Linked DNA regions of Mus musculus: regions 1 and 2 are each linked to region 3. A link is a contact called in public Micro-C and promoter capture Hi-C data. All regions are on one chromosome and are shown on one strand. The core of a region is the stretch at or near the end of the contact, and the rest is flanking DNA. Distances in the headings are between cores, read along the strand shown. Region 1 holds the start of Reck (reversion-inducing-cysteine-rich protein with kazal motifs). Region 2 holds the start of Pax5 (paired box 5). Region 3 holds the start of Rnf38 (ring finger protein 38).

What was found. Hi-C and Micro-C count contacts between places; a contact is called where the count stands out from the background. Capture Hi-C pulls out chosen DNA fragments and counts their contacts.
Region 1: a contact with region 3 is called in a promoter capture Hi-C map of liver. The contact joins the promoter of Reck here to the promoter of Rnf38 in region 3. A contact is called at or near these places in 1 of 39 promoter capture datasets (pre-B cells) and 1 of 9 other capture datasets (liver).
Region 2: a contact with region 3 is called in a Micro-C map of embryonic stem cells, with 2.9 times the contacts expected there. The contact joins the promoter of Pax5 here to the promoter of Rnf38 in region 3. A contact is called at or near these places in 3 of 484 Hi-C or Micro-C datasets (embryonic stem cells and pre-megakaryocyte-erythroid progenitors) and 1 of 115 datasets of contacts at active chromatin or transcription factors (embryonic stem cells).

Annotation. Positions count from the first base shown.
Region 1 is chr4:43,872,895-43,877,771 of GRCm38.p6, forward strand. Reck (reversion-inducing-cysteine-rich protein with kazal motifs) reads left to right here and starts at 2,636. Exons shown (of 21, transcript NM_016678.2): 1 at 2,636-2,811. The coding sequence starts at 2,712.
Region 2 is chr4:44,707,708-44,712,178 of GRCm38.p6, forward strand. It overlaps Pax5 (paired box 5), which reads right to left and starts at 2,987. Exons shown (of 10, transcript NM_008782.3): 1 at 2,656-2,987. The coding sequence starts at 2,701. RefSeq lists a promoter at 3,219-4,471.
Region 3 is chr4:44,232,054-44,236,594 of GRCm38.p6, forward strand. It overlaps Rnf38 (ring finger protein 38), which reads right to left and starts at 1,852. Exons shown (of 12, transcript NM_001379580.1): 1 at 1,490-1,852. The coding sequence starts at 1,754.

The sequences.
Region 1 (4,877 bases), core at 1,386-3,885, 360 kb before region 3:
ACAGCACCTGCTTATCGCTGAGGGAACCGGGTGAGGCCCCTGGTTCCGAGGTTTAGCTGAAGTGGCTACAGGTGTGAAAGTCTAAGGCAGACTGGAGAAGCAGACACAGGAGAGACGATGCTCTGCTAAGTCAAGCACATGAAAGGACACGTGGTGAAGGATTCATTGCTAACAGCACGCATGCATTGGTCCACCTTACATTGCATAGCTGAGCTGCATTTGCTGGGATGTCATAGAAATGCACCAAAAAACTTCTGGTGCTGTGCTGCAGCTTCTTGCCGCTTCCAAGGCCCGTGGTGAGGCAAGGCCACGTGGAGGACACGGGATGTTTGGAGGGTATAAATAAGATTCCACAGAGTGACAGAGACAGAGCTTGGCTTGCTGGTACAGCTAGCTGTGCAATGCTTGTGGGGCTCCCTGAGAGAGGCACAGCTGAGAGCTTCTCCTGGTGTTCCTGTTGGTCCCTCCTGCTGACTCCAGCAGAGGCTGTGGCCCAACTGTCCCTGCTAGGTCTTATCACTGCAATTGCCGACACAGCTCTACCAAACTGGACTGCTGGTGTATCTGTGAAGTGTTTGTGAGTGGATCAAGCTATTGCTGCCTGCTAACCTGTGAACTCAACTGCCGATTCCTAGACAACACAGACGGGAGTTGCTCCAAAGAACCTTTCTAAACAGGTCCACTTCCTCTGTATCCTTTCTTTTCCAATACCTCTGGTGGGTGATGGGTTACAAGGAAGGTTAAAGCATTTAAGAGTCATCAGTAAAAATAGGATTTGAAAAAATAAGAGCTTCAGAACAACCAATAGTTGGTGATTAAGTCTATCTAAAAGCACCATATTGATCTCTAAGCATCGATCGTTTTAAGTGACACGTGATCACACCAGCATTGTAGGGCAGAAATATAGTATGAGCTCCAAGGTGAACCACACACTTTTCCTGACAGCTACACTTTAAATAAAGTTAAAAGGAAGAGTGGTAGATAAACGCTATACATTTGTCACAGCACATTCCCAATAGTGACTCCGCGTGTCAGCTCGGGCACGCCCATTGTCACAAAGGTGCCAGGTGGTGGACATTGGTTGTAAGAGAGGCTGTGCATATGAGGGGCACTTTATGTTTTAGTACCGTCCATTCAGCTGGGCTATGAGCCTAGAACTGTTCCAGAAAGTAAAGCCTTAGTTGATAAGGGAAGAGGGTGGGGCAGAAACGATGTAATACAGTCCTCAGTGGTGTTTTGTTTTGTTGACAGGGTTTCTCTGTATAGCCCTGACTGTCCTGGAACTCACTTTGTAGACCAGGCTGGCCTTGAACTCAGAAATTCACCTGCCTCTGCCTCCCAAGTGCTGGGATTAAAGGCATGCACCACCACGCCCGGCTTGTCCTCAGTGTTTTTAATAAAGAAAGTCTGTTGTTTTGAAGAAGCACAAAGTAGTAGGGGCAGAGTGGGAAATACGTTCAGCCAGTTAGCCCCATGGCCTGAGTTCAGATATCTCAATTATTCACTGGGTCAAGCACTGTCTGAGACATTCTAAATACAATATGAGACTGGGTTCCTGTGCGCTTGATCAGGAAATCAGGGCCAGCCTTGGCTTCATTGTAAACTCAAGGTCAGCCTGAGCTGTATGAGATCCTGTCTTCAAAATAAGTAAATAAACACAATACGTTCATTAATCTTATCAAGAAGGCCAGCATGAGGGTTGGGGTGGGGGGGAGGCTCAGAAGTAAAAATGTCCTCACCCACAGACACGGGGCTAGTCGGGAGTAGTGTACAATCTGGACTCGAGGAGGGTGTCAAGACTTTGTTCTTTTCATTACAGTCATAGTTACCATCTGTCGCAGGAGAAAGCTGCTGTTAGTGACCTGAATAGAGGAATCTGGAAATAAGCAATTGGCTTCACTTCTGAACAGCAAGTCTCTAAACTGGACGAGCTATCTGTTCAAGGGCCAGGTAGCCAGGAAAAAGGGGGGGGTGGGGGGTGGGGGGCGTTTCTCCACAATGAATTCGCTTTGATTCCTAGGTCCTCTGGAACATTCTCCGGAGTAGCTGCTCAAAGATTCATCTCCAAATCCTCTCGAACCAATTCTGAATTTCAAGGCTCTCTAAGTCTAGTCATACAGGCTGCCCTGACCCTTTCTCTGAGTGCAATAGGTATTAACAGCGAAGCCAGCCTGTGAATCCGTGCCCTCAGCAGAGCCCTTTGGCTTTGAGGGGAGGCCAGGTAACACGCCTTCTTTAGGTCGAGGCAGCCTTTGGACAGGATAGTAAGAGTGTTCTGGAGGATTCAACTAGGGGTGCACGCCCTACAGTTCAGCTTTGACTTAGCCCTTGCAAATCAGACGGACCTGCAGAGTGATCTCGGCAGGCCAGTCGCCCCTGAGCTGCGGGCTCCCCACCCCCTATGTGCCCCGACACGGGACAGAGGCATTCCACAGGGGTCTCCAGCCTCTGACTTCCCGTTTGAAGACCGCAGCCCGGGAGCCCGAGTCCGAAGGCGACACACAGCTGGCCCATAACAAAGAGCCAGGGTCCAGGGCGCGCTGCCGCCCCCCGGGAGGTTTTGAAAACTCTGAGCGGCCGGGGCGGGGCTTCAGCGAGCCGCAGCCAATCACCAGAGAGCCAAGGCGCCGGGGGCGGGGCCTGGTGCCAGGGGTTGCTACGGCCAGGCTGGGTCCGAGCATCCCGCGGCTTCGGACCCACCCGGCCCGGACATGGCGAGCGTCCGGGCCTCCCCGCGCAGCGCGCTGCTACTTCTGCTGGCCGCGGCGGGGGTCGCGGAGGTGACGGGGGGCCTGGCCCCGGGCAGCGCGGGTGAGTAGCCGCGGGAGCCACGATCGGGGCGGTCCTGAGGAGTGCCTCAGCGCTCCAAGATGGCGCGGAGCCGGGGGCGGGGTGCGCGTGCCCCCAGACCCGCGGGCGGCGGTCAGGAACGCCGGGCTGGAGCCCGACCCGGAGGCCGCTCTCCGCCCTCGTCTTCTTCTCCCTGAAGATCTTGCGAACCCTGGGGTGGTGACTGGGGTTCGAGGCCTTGTTCTGTCACCTCCCAGACAGGGGCCCCTTGCCCTGCCGGACCCTGGTCCCTGGCCAGGGTCCCTGTCAGAAAACAGGGAGGTGCCTGGGCTCCGGATAGCACCGCTGGGCGGAAGGGATACGTAGGTGCAGCTCCCCTGCTGCTGCCCAGTCAGTTGTTGTCACTTGTTAATTTGACTGACTTGGCCTGAGTGGCGGTGAACTTTGATAGGGTCCACAAGGTTGCCTGGCGGGTGCACCGTGGGTCTGAGACCCGGCTGGGGGATGGGGTAAGGTGGGGTGGGGGTTGACTACACATCGATAAATCACCCCGTGGCGGCTTGGCTTCGGGAGAGAGGTGTGTTCTAGGGCTCTGTTAAAGCAGTTGCACCAGAGATGGATGGAAAGCTTGACCGCTTAGGATTGTCCTTCCTGCGCTTGCTCAGCGTTCGGATGTGACACGAACTCGTGCTTCCCGGGACACCTCAGGCTGATAGGTGGTGGAAGACAGGAGCGCTAAGCAGTTTGAATTCAGGCAGACAGGTTCAGAGGAGAGATGCGGGTGGGGCTGCATGTGCACAGAGGAACGTTGACATTCACCTAGAAGATGAGAAAAACCGAGTGTCTACCTATACTAGCCATCGAAAGATGAATGGAATTTTTATAACAAAAGTAACGGAGGAGTGTGTTGCTTACAGGGAGAGGCACTCAGGGGAAAAACATACCCAGTCTCAAGGAAGTTTTCAAGAAAGCCTGAGAAGTTAAAATTAAGGAGTTTTGGTTGATGCTTTATTTATTTATTTATTTATTTATTTTAAAGGAAGGCATTTGAAGAAGATTGTGACAGGAACCTGGGATTAGTTAATTATTTGAATTCTAAATTTAACTATAAACTAGTAAGGAAACCAATAGAAAAGGGACGAAAGAATACTGTGAATTCTTGACTAATCCAGCTTATCTCTCTGTGTTCTAGTTAGTCCAAAGATGTCTAAAGAATACTAGTTACCCCCTTCTTATCCCACTGTTGTGGAGTAGGGCTTTTAGGAAAACTTCAGTAAGTTACTTAGCCTTAATCTTTTTTTTTACTTTAATATCCACATTCTTATATATGGTACCGTCTACATCTATGGTTCTCAACTTGTGGGACGCCACCCCTTTTGGGAGGTCCGATGATCCTTTCACAGGTGTCACCTAAGACCATCAAAGACCCAGAGATGATTATGATTCATAACAGTAGCAAAATTTAAGTCATGAAGTAGCAAAGAAAGCATTTATGGTTGAGGGAGGGTCACCACCACATGAGGTGTGTTAAACGGTCAGAGCTTTAAGAAGGTTGGGTACTTCTGGTTCAAGATTTTACTAAGAGGATTAACTGAGGTATCCATGTATAGCATGTAGAATAGCAGACACCAAAAGGTTAGCTCTTAGATGTATTTGGACAAGCCAGGTGTAGTGGTTTACACCTGCAATTCCTGGAAGGCTAAGGCAGGAATATTGCCACAATACACAGGCCAGCCTGGGTCACAGAGTGATACCCTGTCTCAATAATAAAAAAACAAACAAAAAATGAGAAGCAGAAAAGGAAAGACAATTAAAAATAAGACAATGTAGGCCAGGCTGTGGTGGTGCACGCCTTTAATCCCAGCACTTAGGATGCAGAAGCAGGAGGATTTCTGTGAATTCAAGGTCAGCATAGGCTACAGACAGGAGGACATCCAGGAAACCCTGTCTTGAAAAAGATAGATGTATGTATGTATGTGTGTATGTTTGTATGTATGATGTGGGTGAATAAAGCACACTACAGTTGTAGCCCATCGAATTAATTCACAATAAAAGGTCTATGGAGACCTTTCACAAAGACATTCATT
Region 2 (4,471 bases), core at 1,737-4,236, 480 kb after region 3:
TAACTTTAATTTAAAAATAAAAAAAAGTATCGAAGAGGAAAAACAAATGGTCTGTGATTGCACAGCAAATGGGGCATAGAGATGCCTGTCTGATCCTTGAAAGTGGATCAAGAATCTGCCCTACTTGGTCTGGGTATATTGCAGGAATCACTGGGGAGGAGAATATTAAGCCAAGTCTCTCTTGATGTGCACACATGCTGTGTTGGGGCTTGTCATCCCTACTAGTCTGCCCTTGCACCAGGACAGTCTCTCTGTGCTTAAAGAGTGCATAGTCCTTGCTCCTAAGGCCTCAGCTTCTTGTACCTGGAATCCAGAGAACAACCTCTGGAATGTTTCCCAGAGCTTCTGTGAGATGCTGTCCCAGGCATGGGAAGTGCTCTTCTCTCCCTTCTAGAGCCAGTCTTGTTTTATTAGAAGTCAGCTCCTTCTGGGCCTCCTCTTTTCCAAAGGAGGAAGAAGCTTCTTAGGTGCCTCCCTGCTGTGTGCTGGCCTTGCTTAATGCTGGGCTTTAAACTTTAAAGACACTCCAGGAGGACTGCTAGATGGCTCTGGAGGAAAGAAGGGACAGTTTGGTGGCCCATGAAAGGCCTACAAGTTCAGGGCAGAAAGTAGACCTAGATGGCCTTTGAGTGCCTGGACAGCCCCTCAGTCCTCTCCCTCCTTTTCCCTAGGCTGGACCTCAGGACTTGGAAGACAAGCAAAAGGGCACACCTGAGCTACTACCTTTTCCAAAGCCAAGCAGGTGGCTTTTACCCTAACTCATCATTAAGGGGCGTGGCTCTTAGAATTTGAAGCTCCAAACCTCCCTAGGATTTCCCCTACACAAGCCCCACCCAGTCTAACAGCACAGGAGAGTGAAATGCTTTATTGATTAAATGATTATTCAGGCGATTGAACTAATCAAAGAGCCCATCGACCGCCATGAATTACATTCTTCGTAGTAGACAGCTTGTCGGAGAGACAGCCACTCGGACCCCTCTCTTGACTCACAGGCGTCCATCCCGGTCCCAACAATAAACAACCCAGGCAGGCACAGAAACCTTTGGGCATCCCACCACTTAGAGAAAGGAAGCTTGTCTGGGAGTTAAGAATGGAAAGGGAATGGAGATCCTGGTTTCTGCCTCTGAACTCTCACCACAGTGATGTTCCTCTGGCTCCTGCTCTCACTTGTTTTGTTTTTTTTTTTTTTCTATCATGGCTTTTCTGGACCCAGAGCTATGCCAGGAAGTCACCCTGGGTTGGTGGTCTAAGTTTTATCTTCTTGACTTTATCAAAGGCTTGAGTAGAACTGAGATCTCATAGATAACCCAGAAATGAGAAAAGTGGGTTTCCTGCCATTGCTCAGAGTGTTAGTGTACAGGTTGGCCCAAGAGTCTAAGGAGCAAAACAGGATGGCATACCATGTTATGTCTTAGCATAGACAGAGGCCTACTGCCCTGCCACATCTCAAACATAAACATATCCTGCTACCCACTGCATGGGCCTCTGGGAGGCACAGGGGCACTGTGCCAAGAAGGCCTGTGTACATACAGTAACCCCAGCTGAATGACCAGGCTAGGCTCACATACCCACCCACTTGTGCTCTCCTTCATTGGAGCAGCACCCACAGGACAAAGCCTGAGCATACAGTGTGACATATATACACACACAATGTCAGAGGCTAATCTAGGTGACAGCCTAAAGGCAAGGGATTGGAGTGTGTGTGTGTGTGTGTGTGTGTGTGTGTGTGTACACTGTCAAAATGTCATCAGTAGTCCACAGACTGTTCTTACCTACCAAAGTTGTGCTTGCTGTAGGAGACCCTTGTACACAAATGCTAAATGCAACACTACACTAATGAGACAGTGCACACTGCACAGTGAGAGCTTAATTGCCCTGAATTCACATCACTTTTGATTCTATCTCTCAATATTATAAGACTTAGGCCTGGCAGCACATGTGTTGTATACTATACCCCTAGTAGGCCCCAGAGCTATACCAGTGCTAGAGACAAGCACTTTTGTATGTATTGGTATGTACACATTGGGCAGCTGTTGACATCCAAAAATGGAGGGGTCAGAGAACCACCTCTTTCTTACTTCCAAAATCACTTGGGATATAGAGATGACCAGACCTCTTAAGCAGTAGATGTCCAGTGAGTGAGATGCTTATCAAACTATATACACAGAATTTACACAAACACACATCTTGGAGTCTTAAAAAGAACGCACACAAACACTAACTCATAAACACATGCTAATATGCTCAAGGCAAGATACAAGCTAGTAAAGATGCCAACAGGCGTACAAACTCAAACTGAACACCTATTTGGGGTAACACAAACTCCTGCACACATTGATCTCCTCAAGTGAGCACACAGATCCAAACTTGAACATCTCCAGATTAACACCAACACAAGTATCAGAAACAGAATCAAACAAAACCAAAGAAAACAGGCCTCCTTGAAGACACCTTGACGGACTAGTGAAAACCATGTGAACGCACTGTAGAAGGACAGGCCTTTTCCTGAGAAAACTACACACACACACACACACACACACACACACACACACAAACACACACACCTTTCTTCTTGCATGGATATTAGCATGGATACTAGCACTGGGTAGTGTCCCAGAGTAAGCATGGATGAATCCCGTTTCGCGGTGTTCCTACCTGTCCTGATGGTCCGAGGAGTCGGGTAATTTTTCTCTAAATCCATTTCGATATTTCAGGACTTGATGAAATGGACAGCGAGGAAAAGTTTCCACTTTTTTTGGGGTGTCTTTTTTCCTTTTCTTTCTTTTTTCTTTTCTTTTTTCTTTCTTTGTTTTATTTTCTTTTCTCCCTCTTTTTCTTTCTTCCTTTCCTCTTTCTTTCTTTCTTTCTTTCTTTCTTTCTTTCTTTCTTTCTTTCTTTCTTTCTTTCTTTCTTTTTTTTGGTGCTGGGGCCCGCTCACAAGTCGGAATAATTGAAGCCTTCCGCTCCCCCGCCGAGCTGGGGTAGCTGATCACTGAGCTGAAACTAAACGTTTTAGGTGGAAAAAAAGCGTCCGAAGGCACCGTGAAATGATTAAGGAACTAAAGAGCTTCTCGCCATGTGAGATCATGTCCTGTTCTCGCCAACATCACAAGATGTCCCCAGACACGTCGCGCCCCCGGCGCACCGCCCCGCACTGCGGGCCAAGAACCAGGGAAAGGGTGTCAGCTCTGCGGCCTGCCCAGCGTGCCAGACGGGGCGGACCAGGCCTGGCCGAAGGTGTGCAAGAGGCCCAGAGAGCAGCAATGCCGCCTCGGTGCCGCCTTGGACTTTTATAGGGGGTTGGGGGCAGGGAAGGAAAGATTCAGACTGCGCCCGGCCCGGCGTTAGTCGCGCGCCTAGGGGAAGGAGAACCTGAGTCACAGGGTCGTACCCGCTTCCAAACCTGTGTCTGGGGGTCGCGGCCCTGTGCGCTTTTGCTCTACATGTAAACTCTGCTTTGTGAGGGCCAGTAGGCCCATTTTTTTATTTTAAAGAAAGAACAATTCTGCCAAGCAAGTGGTTTTGAACCCTGTACTAGCACAATTGTCAACCACAGGGGATGCTCCAGCATCCTCAGATTCACCCCTAGGGCGGCGCCCGCCCTCGGGGTTCCCAACTACCCCACCCCCAACTCAATTGCAACCTCCATAGGTCTGCTGGGCTCATCTTCCAGGGCAGCTTCAGATCACTACAGTATCTAGGTCCCATTCAGCCACCAGGTCCCAGATCTCCCCTTTAGAACTCGACCCTTTTTACCCCAGAGCCCAGAGGTTCAGCGGAAAGCTGCTGATAAAACCCGGTCCTCTGCTTTTGGAGCACCCGGGCCAAGCAGAACCATCCTAGCAGGCTCGGAGAACAGGCAAAAATTCTGGACACCTTACCCAGGCCCCTAAATGGAATCCCACTGCCCTCGGGCCAAGAGACCTTGTAGCATCCCCGAGTTCCCAGACTTGATTTTCCAGAGAGAAAATCGGTTGCAGAGGAACTAGGTAAAGGTGTGGTGTCCAACCTCGCTCCCTGCCGTCCGAGCTCAAGCCTCCTCTACTCTGCTCCCTCCCCAGTCTGAATTCCAAGCGGCTGGGTTTGGCCGCGAGAAGCCTATAGAGCCCCGTTGCGGGGGTGGTCGCAGGGGAAGGTTCTCCAGGGCGGGTGAGCGCTCTAGGGCCACTGGACAATGGCAGTTTCGGAAAGTGAATCGCTCTCCGAGAGTGTTTGTTTGATTTTTTTTTTTTTGGAGGGGGGTGGTCACGAGGCTGGGCTGCAACCTAGGGGAGAGAGCCTAGAGTTCGAGGATAGGGGGAGGGGTCAGTGGGCACCGGACATCGCAAATTCACTGAGCAGATTTCGCCACAATTGGAAACGTGGCTGTGGATTCCCGGGAGTCCCCCACCCCCACCAAGTAGTCTGCGTAGTCCCCTGTGCCACCCCTCCCTGCAGCCTGTGGGTCCGGGTCTCATCTGCGGTTTGATTT
Region 3 (4,541 bases), core at 602-3,101:
ACTTTCAAGACAATACCTTAGGCACTCTAGGGTCTGTATCCTTAGGGATGAGAATGAAGAAAGTAGGTGAAGTTAAGGGCAGCATGAGTCTATAACATATTACAACTGTCCTTACCAAAACAAAACCAAAAAAAAAAAAAAAAAAAAAAACCACACACAAAATTATGTCAGACCCATAGGAAAACTCTATATTGTAGACAGCGCTCAGCTTGAAGAGGCTCACTTCAAACTTACCCTATTTGCTTTGCTTGCCTTTTGGAAGCATCCCAGTCTTTTTCTCTAAGCTATCTGCTCTCCTCCCTCCCCTTCAGCAATCCCTTTATCTCCCTTCCCCCACAATAACTACATACCCTCTCTTTTTCCCCATTCCACAGCTTCTACTGATCTTTCCTCATTGCCTGCTATCCTTCCATTGCTTTCTCCTCTGGAAATAATTATTATCCCCTCGCCTTTTCTAAGATGCACGCAGAGTAAAAGCAACTCGCCTAATCACCCCAAGTAAGAATGGATTCCTCCTGAATTGTAAAGCAGGCAGGAGGGTGAGTTGTCCTAACCCTCCCAACTTCCTTCCCCCTTCTAGGACAGCTGCTCTTCCTCAGAGAATTCTCCAAGTGTGTTAAGTCCAGACCATCTAGAAAAGGCTCGGATGGCCTTCTGTCGCATGCATGCTTTTACCAGGACCAGTTATGTATTTCTGTTCCGGGCATAAACAAAACTCGGGCAATTTCCTGGAAAAAGACACTGTATAAACAGGCCTCCTTCCCTTTCATTCCCGCTGGGCTGGCTTAGCCTATGCAGTAGTGAGAAGGCTGACCTGGAGAGGGCCAAACGGTCCCCGAGTCAAGTTTCCAAAGCTCTACTCCACTACCTCAATAAAACCCTCTCGGAGCACATCCCCCTCCCCGCCCCCGGCAGGAGTCCTGCTCGCTCCAGCTCCCAAAATCGGCTCCCCAGGGCACTAAGCTCCCGAGGCAGCTCCTGTTTCTCCTTCCTACCTGTCCTGGTCAGCTTAGCATAGGTTAGCTACCCTGGTGGGTGTGCCAGGGCGCAGGCCCCAACCCCCTTCTTCCTACCACTCCAGACTCAGGGGCTGGGGACTCTGCCTCCTCCTCCCAGCCCCCTCGGCTGACGGCCCGCGCCAGCTCCAGGGTGGCCCTGGTTCTCAGCCAAGACACGACTCTAGCTGGCTTTGTGACCTTGGGCAAGTCACTTCCCCCGGTAAGCCTCAGTTTCCTCCCCGGCAGAGCCGATTCCTCACGAGGTCCTGCCCTGCCCACCCCGCAGGAAGGGGCTGCCCAGCGGGTGCGAAAACGCTTTGTGAGGCGCTCTGCCCGGCGGAGGAGCAGGGCTCCCGGGGTCTCCCGGGCTGGACAAAGCTGTGGCGGGCAAGGCTCCTCCCTCTCCGCGGGACCCCTTGCCCCGGACTGACCCTCACCCCTCCCCGCACAGCCCGCCCCGCCCCGCCCCGCCTCGCCGGCAGACCCCGTACCTGCTCCGGGCGCTCTGCCGCAGGCACCGACACCCTGCGCCCCGCTCCGAAGAGGCCCGTGGCCCGGAGGGCTAAGGCGGCCGGCGGTGATGGGCTCGGGCCGGGGCGGCGGCGGGGGCGGCGGGGGGCGCGGGCGGCGGGGGGGCCCGAGCTCGGCGGGCCCCGGCCTGGGAGACGACGACCGAGGCTGGAAGTGCGCGGCGGCGGCGGCTGAGGCGGCGGCGGCGGCGGCGACCGCGACCGCGGCGGCGGCGCTTCCGCTCATGGCGGGGCCGCGGGCAGCGGCTCGGACTGCGACTCGACTCCGGCGCGGCGGGCGCTGGCTGGGCCCGGACCGGCGGCGAAGGAGGCTGTGGCGGCGACGGAGGCGGCTCCCGGCGGGCCAGGAGGCGGAGCCGAGCCGCGGCGGCGGCGGCGGCGGAGGGGGCGGGGACGCCGGGGGGCGGGGAGACCGCGCCGCGCCGCCAATGAGCGCTGGGCTCCGGGCCGTGGCTCCCGGGCGGCGTCTAGGGGGATCCTCAGCAGCCGCGGCCCGCCCAAGCGGGGAGGCCCGGGCCAAAGCTCTCGGCATCTGCGCCCCAGCCCGGTGCTGCCCCGCCCCCGGCCCGCCTCCGGGGCGCGGCCGCGGGCCTCGGAGGCCAGGCCGACCGCTGCGCAGGCCCTGCCGCTCTGCTGCCTCGGGCGGTGTCTGCGCTGGGGAGTGTACCCCGGTCCGCCCCGGTTAGCCTCAGCCTGCCGGGCGTTCCTCTGCCTTCCCTGCGCCTGCCTGCCTGCTTGCTTCCTGCCTCTGCCCCCTGCACGTCGGTCCTCCCTCCCGGTTGTCTCCTCAAAGTTTGTGCTTTTGAGACACTTAGGAAAGAAACTCTCTCTTCGCTTCTGAGGCTGATTGGTGATAGATCAGTCTCCGCGGAGCCCTAGAGAACCGCAGAGGCGGAGACGCAAGAGTTGGAGATGAACGAGCGCCCTTCCCTGAGTCCTGGAGACCCATCTTGAATTCCCAGCAGAAGCCAGTCCGACTCAGCGGTGGTCCTCGCCCCTGTCTCCGACTTTCTCTTCCTCTTTCTCACTTTAAATACCCTTGTCGGGAAAGCCCTGACAGGAAGCCGTCCAGGCAACTGGGCCTAATCTCAGAAGAGGAAGAGGCTTCGAAGTGAGGAAACATTCGGAGCTGTACTGAAGGCTTTCCTATTATTTGGGGAAGATTTCTGAGGATTCAAAACACCATCATTCCCCCTCCCCCCGGTCTGCCCTCTTTTCTCAAATGCGATGTTGGCGGCTGAACCGATTATCTTCCCATCATTCTCTGGCTCTCGGCGTTATCCATGGAAGAGCAAAATAAACCCAACCATGTGCTGAGTAGAGTCTCTAAGTACAGGCATGTGGGTAAGGGTGCAGCTAAGCTGCTGGCTAGATTGTTTTAATAAAAATTAGCCTCAGCTTTTTCCCTGCACCATGCAAAGAAAGACTGGGAGGGCAAAGCAGACGATCTTTGGCAACAGACATTTCCAAGTCCGCAGTTGACACTAGATGATGCATTGTCTTTCATCTATCCGGTCATTAGCGGTGCTCAGAAATGAAGCTACGACGATAATAACGATATTGTCCAGGCCTTCAGAGAGCTTGCAATCTCCTTGGAGGTCAGAGAGTCTTAGAAGTTATGGATGATAATTGCATCAGAGAAGATCATTCTTGGTCACTTGAGATATTTGTAGTCAAATTTCTGAGCTACACAGAACCTATCTCAAAAAACAAAAACAAAACAAAACAAAAAAAAACCACACACACACACACACAACAACAACAAACCTTTTAAAGATCTTAAGAGCCGGACGTGGTGGCACACGCCTTTAATCCCAGCACTCAGGAGGCAGAGGCAGGCGGATTTCTGAGTTCGAGGCCAGCCTGGTCTACAAAATGAGCTCCAGGACAGCCAGGGCTATACAGAGAAACCCTGTCTCGAAAAACCAAAATAAAATAAAATAAAATAAAAAAGATCTTAAGGATGAGTAGTTCACCAAGAAGGACAGCTCGGGGAAGCTGTACTGAAACACAGTGAGATTATCTTTGACCAAAGGACCTAAATTTTCCTGCATTTCATCCCTGAGTTTCTTGTCACAGGAGAGTCAGATAATGTATTTTCAGGCCAGGGCCTCCATCCTAATAAGGCCACTGAAGAACATCTGTAAACTACTGTCCAGAGGCATCGTCCCTTTCATGAATCGCAGCCATCTTGAGCATTGTTTACCCTGTTTTTGTTGTTATTGTTGTTTTGTTTGTTTTTCAAAACAGGGTTTCCTCTGTGTAGCCCTGGCTGACCTGGAACTCAGGCTGTAGACCAGGCTGGCCTTGAACTCATCTGTCTGCCTCTGTATCCTGAGTGCTGTGACTTAAAGGCGTGAGCCACCACCACCCAGCCAGGTTAGTCTCTTTTTATCCCCACAGTCAACACCCCAGAGTCATCTCTTACAGCTCCAAGCTAGAGCAAATGTCTTAAGTGACCACCCTAAAGAGAAAGAACAGACTAGCAGTGTAGTCTAGTCAGCCCAAAGAACCCATCAAAGGATGCCTTGAGACCAGGAAGAAATGAGAGAGGGCCCAAAAGCCCTGAGTCATCGCCACACCCCCTAAGACATCATGAAAGCCTGGGCCCTCCTGCCTGCTGTGGCCCACTGGCCATTCTCCATTGGTGATTAGTGAGAGAGACTAAATCTATGGGTGTAGAAAACCCGCAGGTGTAAGAGATCAATAGGGTTGATCACTAAGGAGGTGCTGCAGAGGTCAGAAGGAAGAAAAGATTGTGAGGAGATCAAACTGGGAAGTTGATCTTTTGGTTATTTTGGGGTTTTTTGTTTGTTTGTTTATTTTTGTTTTATTTTTCAGCGCTGAGGACTGAACCCATGACCTTGCGTTTGCTATGCTAGCTCTCTACCACCTAGCTAAACCCCCAACCCCCAAACTGGGGAGTTGAAATGCTGGATATGTACACAGTGCAGCATTATTCATCTGTAAAGAACAACAGAAGCTCACCATGTGCAGCTAAAGAAGTGGATCT